Linked DNA regions of Mus musculus: region 2 is linked to region 1. A link is a contact called in public promoter capture Hi-C data. All regions are on one chromosome and are shown on one strand. The core of a region is the stretch at or near the end of the contact, and the rest is flanking DNA. Distances in the headings are between cores, read along the strand shown.

Region 1 (3,395 bases), core at 821-3,320:
CTGCTCCCCACGTCAGACCCCTAGTTTAATTTCTGCTTAGTATTCACATGCTAGAGACAATATCAGAATTCCTGAGACAGGGTCATCCATTGTTTTGTGACAGTATTGCTGGAAAGATGCCACACACACACACACACACACACACACACACACACATCTACTTACCGCAGATAGGATGATGACAGACCAAAGTACAGACACCATCAAAGTCTAGCCTAGTGAATCAATGACTTTTATTGGCGGATACTGGCGAATGGGTACTTACAGGAATAACTCACAAACAGCTGCATCATCAAAGCCTACTCCATCTTGGGTAACAGTCCACAAAAAAACAGAAAAACTTGAGAAACTGCATACTGGCACCTCAACAGGTTGGAGAGTGTCCTTTCCAGGTGGCTCAGTAGGTTGGAGTCTCTTCTAGGTAACGTGGCTGAGCTCCATTCTTCCATGGCAGAGTCTCCCAGCAGGCTGTCCTTACTGCTCATACACGCTCACATGCTTGAGGAGGGAAGGGGAGTGAATCTGGTCAGTTTCGAGGACTTCCTGAAGTACTTGCAATGCTTAATTCCTGAGTTTAGGAAGCTTCCCCGCAGGTTGAGCATTTCGCCTCCCCTTGCAACATTTCATTGTCTTACCTCCCTATAAACATCCTGGGTCTTAACCTTAGCTTCCCTCTGAGATGGAAGACTGGGATCCTAGGAAGCTGGTGCACAGAGCCCATTTTCTCTTGAGCATCATGAGAATGGTTAACCTGGATCCCTAGCTTGAAGATAACCAGAGTCGCCACAGCCTCTACCAGGACCTGGGTTCCAGCCTCTGGTTTGCCATGAAGAATCTGCGGGTAACATCCCTGAGCTTTCCAAAACTGGCCTCTCCCTACATGAGCTCTTATGTTCTGCTGCAGCCCTCTATGCACCTCTGAGGCCGTCCTCCTGTTCATCACTGTCCGAATGGTGCTGGTTCTTGTCTTTTCTGGCCTAAATGTACCTCAAGGTTAGTGCAGATTTCCTTCTGGCCTGTGTCATAATGGACAGGCCATAAGGCACACTGTTTCCACTGATGTCTCCTTAGTCAGCATTAAGGCTCCCCTTGCAAACAATAAACCCACTAAGTCTACAACATTGTGGGCAAATGAGACCTTTTACCAATTTCAAAAACAAACAAACAACCAAACCATCCACAGATCTCTACGCATAGCTCCTCCTCCTGCCTTGACTAACCTGTGTTCCCAGTGAATAAAGACAGATAAAGGTTTCACCACCACACTATCATTTAGTTTCTCGGCTAAAAGCATATTCACAGCCTCATGTGCATCTGGACTCTGTACTACTTGGCTAGGATGTGGGTCCTGTATAGCCAGGTCTCTACTAGTATCAGTCACTCATTCATTTGAGGACCATCCCTTTCCCAAGGACTGTGCCTTCATCCTGCCTCCAGAGCATCTCTCCCTTCAGCCAGAGACCAACCTCTTCTGTGCTGTTTCTCTGGGCATCCTTCTCCGAGCCTGACTTGTCAGGATTGTACCTCCCCTCCCCTGTCTCTGGCCCTTGTCACAGCTGTGAGGGTATCCCACTTTTCCTTGGCCCCAAAGCTCCTAGGACACCTTCTAAGCGAGGGCTCACTATAGGCCCCTCTCCATCCATGCAGGGTGTCATTGGACAGCAGGGCCTTCGCAGGCCTGCAGGCCAGTGCTACGGGAGGAGGAGCATCGCTTCTGCAGAGACAGCTCCATGGAGAACAGTGTTCCTCTGAGTTACTCTTGCCTGAAAGACAAACCCTCAGTTAACCCAGTGAGATGAATGAGCTGTTTTCCCGACTCTCAGCAGCCTCCAGAGTTCACAGGGCTGTCCCCTGTCCAGGGCCTGTCCTCTGGAAAGCAACACTTCTAGGGCTGAGAAGGCTGCACAGCAGGTAAAGTCACATGATAGTTGGAGGCACAGAGGGTAAGGCAGATCAAAAGCATTCATTGTCCTAGAACAATGGCCCAGGCAAGCTTAGACAGAAACCCTACCTCAGAGGGCTTTCCTGCTGAGCCAATGAACCTGGACTCTTATCAAGGACATTCGAGCTTGGGGTGAGTTGCACTGTTGCCTAATTGTGTGCATGGGACCAGGTTGTCCTCAGAGAGGGCCAAGTGTGCTGTATGTGAGGCAGTGTAATGTGAATAGATCAGGAAGGAAGGTTAAGGACCCAGGGACCACCCCAGCCTACTTTCCCTCCCAGATTAGCTCCATAGGGATCAGAAAATGAATAGACAGGTTCTTTTCTTCCCTGTCACATTCTAGTTCCTATCCCTTGGTTTGTGATTATCCAGGAACCAGCCAATGAGGTGCTAGACCAAGTTTTCTCCCCAGAGGTGGGGTAGATCCAGGCAGGCTCTTCTGAATGTCCAGTGTGCAATGTTCTGGGACTCTCTGCTCTGTGTTACCAGGTGAAAGAACAGAGAGGCAAGGCTGGAGGATTTCTGTGGGCCTCAACCTTCCTGGGGACTCATAGATACGGTATTTTGGCTTGCGCCATTTTTTTGTTTTGTTTTGTTTATTTGTTTGTTTTTTTACTAAATTAAACTTTCTAATTAGAGGGAAGAGGCTTTTTGAAACTTGTACTTGGAAACACAGAGCTCTGCAATGTATGGACCTAAAGAAGAACCATCTAGACACCAGATTGCCTGCCACTAGACGCTGTCTCAAGGCAGCAAAAATGCAGAGAACCTGTGACTGAGTGAGGGTAGTGATGTGGAATGGAGGCCACCATACTAAATCCTCACAATCACCCCGGAAGCCACCTGTTGTTTCACTGTGTTCTGCAGAGGAAGACATGGAGGCTCAGTGAGATCAGGTGGCATGACAAAGGTCGCAAAGATGGAAAGGAGGGAAAGCCAGGGGAGTAGCTGGGTGTTAGTGATGCCACACTTTCTTCCCATGAGATATCCTGTGGCTTCCTGGGTGACACTAGAAAACACCCTCGAGCCAACTTTACATGGCTCCTAGGAGCTTGGAGCAGGGTTGAGGGGTCTCAGTGGACGCACATGGTTTTCGTTCTCTTCTGCAAGGCTCAGGGAGTGTGCTGGCAGGTCTGGATGTCCTTGGATGCAGGCGGATGCAGATTTGAAACACAGTAGTCTCTTCATGGCTCTTTATCACATCAATACCAAGAGAGGGACCACAAACAGGTCCTGACTTGTTCTGTAAGGGCAGGGAAACCCACTACTTTCCAGCTTGCATTGGTGCTGCCCTGAATCCTGCTTTAATTTGGGGTGCCCATGGCCCTGGTTCTGGTGTCTGGCTCCTGGCTGCTGGCCATTACATATAGCTTCTGTCTGTTCTTTTTACTGTGGCTCCTTGCTAGACAGCCCTTGAAGAAGTTAGTGGCCATGTGTTTACACACAGACCCGA
Region 2 (3,716 bases), core at 567-3,066, 80 kb before region 1:
CAAGAAAGAGCACCCCCACTGGAGTTGGCCCCAGCAAGGCTGAATCTAGTCCGAGTTCAAAGGCTCAGGAACTCCAGAAATTCAGGTGCTTTGTGCGTGATTGGGTCATCTTGCAAACCTCTGACACAAGGCTGGGATGGGATATGGTGCTGTGCATATATATATATGCAAGGCTGTCCCTCCTTCTCAGTTAGTTCCTCTGTAAAATGGGATACTATTAGAGATGTGGGGTATTTTGCTCTCTCCCACCCTAGGCTAGAGACTACTGATCACAGAGATCCAGGCACCCCTAAGTCAGTAATTTGTGACACTTGGGAATTACTGGGAGTCCTGTTTCATTCTGGCATCACCTCTGATACAGCTTAACTCCAGAGGGGTCAGTCAAGCCAAACCTTGCCACTGACCAATTCCAACTACACAGAGACCCCTTGCTCTGCCACTCTTAACACAGGTGACTTGGTTACTAGGACTATATCCCTCACCCTTTCTTGCCATGTGGCTCTCCTTGACCCTGGCTGGCTTTGATGGTCACCGTAATATGTTTCTGTCTGTCATCACCAAGGTCAGCCTTCTCTGGCTTCTGTGAGATCTTCTCCACACTAAGCCCAGCAGTATCCATCCTAGAAATCTGCATCCCTTGAGCTAACATCCCAGCTGCACACTCAATGTGGGGTCCCTGTAACAGTCCATATGAGGCAGGGACACTGAGAACTTGCACACACACACAAACACACACACACACACACACACACACACACACACACACACACACACACACAATAGTGAGAAGAGGCATCAAGATTTCTTTCATTTTGGACAATCTTGGGCAAGTGTGCAAGAGTCACTTATTCTTTGTTCTGTATCATCCTCTGCCTCACCTCCATGGAGCAGGCTTGTCTGAACATTCAAGAGGTGTGACTCAGAAAGGAATTTGGGGTGTGGGGTATGTCTTAGTTAGGGTTTGACTGCTGCAAACAGACATAATAACCAAGGCAACTCTTATAAGAACAACATTTAATCGGGCTGGCTTACAGGTTCAGAGGTTCAGTCTGTTATCATCAAGACAGGAGCATGGCAGTGTCCAGGCAGGCATGGTGCAGGAGGATCTGAGAGTTCTACATCTTCATCTGAAGGCCGCTAAGAGAAAACTGGCTCCCACACGGCTAGAAGGAGGGAGGGTCTCTTAAAGCCCATGCCCACAATGACACATTTCTGCCAAGGTCTTACCAACTCCAAAAAGGCCTCATCTCTAAATAGTGCCACTCCCTGGGCCAAACATATTCAAACCACCATAAGGTACCCAGAGAACAACCCCAGAACTGCACTATGAGAGCACCTGGCTTTGCAGACTTGGCGCTTTAGAGGGGACTGGAGGGGCAGAACTGACTGTGCTTGTGGGAAGAACAAGGGGTCACCATTTTTGAACTTGTGTGAATGAAAAGAGGTGAGCAATACCTGCCACTTCCATGTGGATGCTTTTAGGTTTCTCTGCCCTCCCCAGAGCTTCTGACAAGCTGCACAGTAACCTAGAAGCCCAGGCTGAGAAGCCCCCGCAGAGGGCTCTAAAGCCCTGCTGTGGGTTTCCCTCTGATCCCTTCTGCCTTCAAGATAACAAAATGTTTCCTTCTGCTGTACTAAGCCAGTGAGCTTTAGGGTTTGACTGTCACTATGTCCTAGCCAACTCTGGAGTCTACAGTCTCAACTCCAGGGCTGCCCACTGCTTGTTCAAGTCAAGGCTCACTGGACAGAGGCCACTCACTCTGTACCTGTCCTCTGTGGCTGCTTTCAGACTGCAAAGGTCATATTGAGTAATTGTAGCAGGAACCAGATGAGGCGGCCTTTGAGGAGCAAAGTACTTATCTGGCTCTTCACAGAGCTTTGCTAACCCTTGACCAAGCCTATCTTGATGGATACAATCCAATACAAGATAAAGTGAGGGGGAAAAGGAACCATCAAACATGGTTTTATACTAGTTACATGACCCTGGGCTAGTCAGTTAATACTGCTATACTCTTTTAGCTGCCTCTTGTATAAAGTGGGCACAAAGACATATCTACCTAAAAAGCAGCTAAGAGAGTTAAATGAATTGCTATTTATTGAGATAGGATTTGACATAGTACTTTAGGCTGATCTGGAATTTGTGGCATATCCCAAGCTGACCTCAAACTTGCAGCTTTCTCCTGCCTCAGCCTCCTGAGCAGTGGACTGTAATGAGTCACCACACCTGGCTTAGAGTTAATTTTTTTTTTTTTTTGGTTTTTCGAGACAGGGTTTCTCCGTGTAGCCCTGGCTGTCCTGGAACTCACTCTGTAGACCAGGCTGGCCTCAAACTCAGAAATCCGCCTGCCTCTGCCTCCCAAGTGCTGGGATTAAAGGCATGCATCACCACGCCCGGCTTTCTGTTGACATTTTAAACATCTTATAAAACATCCTTCGTTGACATTCTACAAATGATAGCATCCAATAACGTCCCAATCCTCTCTTCTTGTGATGACAGTTTATATATCTGTAAAAGTGAATGACACTCTATGAATGCTGTGTCCACGTGCTACTATTACATAAACAAGTATATGTGGTTTATCATTTCACTACGGCATTAATGATTTGAAATCACAAATACATTTAAAATATTCAAAGTTGTTGGCAATTTGTCATTAATGTCAAATATTCTTTTGAAGTGTAGTTATTAATATTAAAAAACCCAAGTTGCCTGAACATATAAATCATATTTATATCAATTTTAAGAGTCCAAATCTAGCAATTAACTTCATAAAGTCATTTAATATTGAAAGAGATCCTTTTTCTTAGTTTTCATTATGCATTTGAGTTTTCATTTATAAATACTTTCCAAGAATTTGTAAAATGATGTTACTATTTCTAAAGCTTTTTAAATTTTTACTGGTATGGGTGTTTTGCCTGTAGTATGTATACTACATGTGTGCAGTTCCCATGACGGCCAGAAGAAGACATTGGATTCCCGGGAAGTGGAGGCAGAGATGGCTATGAGCCTGCCAGGAATCAGCCCCTGCCCGGCACTTGGGGAGGACAGCAAGTGCTCTCAACTGATGAGTCATCTTCCAGCCCTGCACTAGTACTTAAAAGTTCAAAAGGTATTGAGAATAAGAGAGGAGGCAGATATGAAAAAGAGCAGTAACAGGATTTGTATAAATGTAATGAGTCCCAGTATTTGTATGCTAACTAAAATGTTAATCATTCAAAATTTATACAACCACAGTGATGAGCAAGCAGTGTCAGCAGAGTTCATCTACTGAACTCTTCAAAATGTGCAGGACAAACCTTCTTGACTTCCGAGAGCCTTGTTATTTCTGGAAGACTTTCCAAAGGCACCTGCTGGCCTTCCACTTGAGATACTAGGTGTTCCTGTGGTACTTGTTTGCTTCCATCTTCAATGTAAACAATCAGAACTGAAGTGTTAGTTTCTGAAATGCCAAATTTCTTCAAGGCCTCTGAAATCTATGAAAAAGAAAAGGCAATGAGCCAGGGCCACGTCTGGACTTTGTGCTGCCGGCTCAGTCAGCCTCCCTGTTTCCCAGTGTTCCTCCCCTAGCGATCCCTCTCCAGCACGTACTACTGCTGCCCCTGCTTACACCTGCACTCTGCTCCTCTGGATCAAGTCCTGACTTTCTGACTTTGCACACAAAACCCCCTCTACCTCTGTCTCCAGGAGACATTAAAAGTGCAGATGATACTAGCCC

What was found. Promoter capture Hi-C pulls out the DNA fragments that hold promoters and counts their contacts.
Region 2: a promoter capture Hi-C map of liver shows a contact between it and region 1. The contact joins two enhancer-like sites. A contact is called at or near these places in 1 of 39 promoter capture datasets (liver), 1 of 115 datasets of contacts at active chromatin or transcription factors (embryonic stem cells) and 2 of 9 other capture datasets (adipose tissue and pancreatic islet).

The regions. Positions count from the first base shown.
Region 1 is chr6:85,848,051-85,851,445 of GRCm38.p6, reverse strand. No RefSeq gene overlaps it. Among named protein-coding and RNA genes, the nearest start is that of Gm38847, 6.6 kb to the left of the region's middle. Within about 2 kb of position 2,070, at least 36 of the 459 cell types and tissues checked have an H3K27ac peak or open chromatin away from gene starts, as enhancers often do. A contact at or near this core is called in liver, where this site is marked.
Region 2 is chr6:85,927,566-85,931,281 of GRCm38.p6, reverse strand. Tprkb (Tp53rk binding protein) reads right to left here. Exons shown (of 6, transcript NM_176842.3): 5 at 3,298-3,474; 6 at 998-2,506. The coding sequence ends at 2,420. Among named protein-coding and RNA genes, the nearest start is that of Tprkb, 14 kb to the right of the region's middle. Within about 2 kb of position 1,816, at least 13 of the 459 cell types and tissues checked have an H3K27ac peak or open chromatin away from gene starts, as enhancers often do. A contact at or near this core is called in liver, where this site is marked.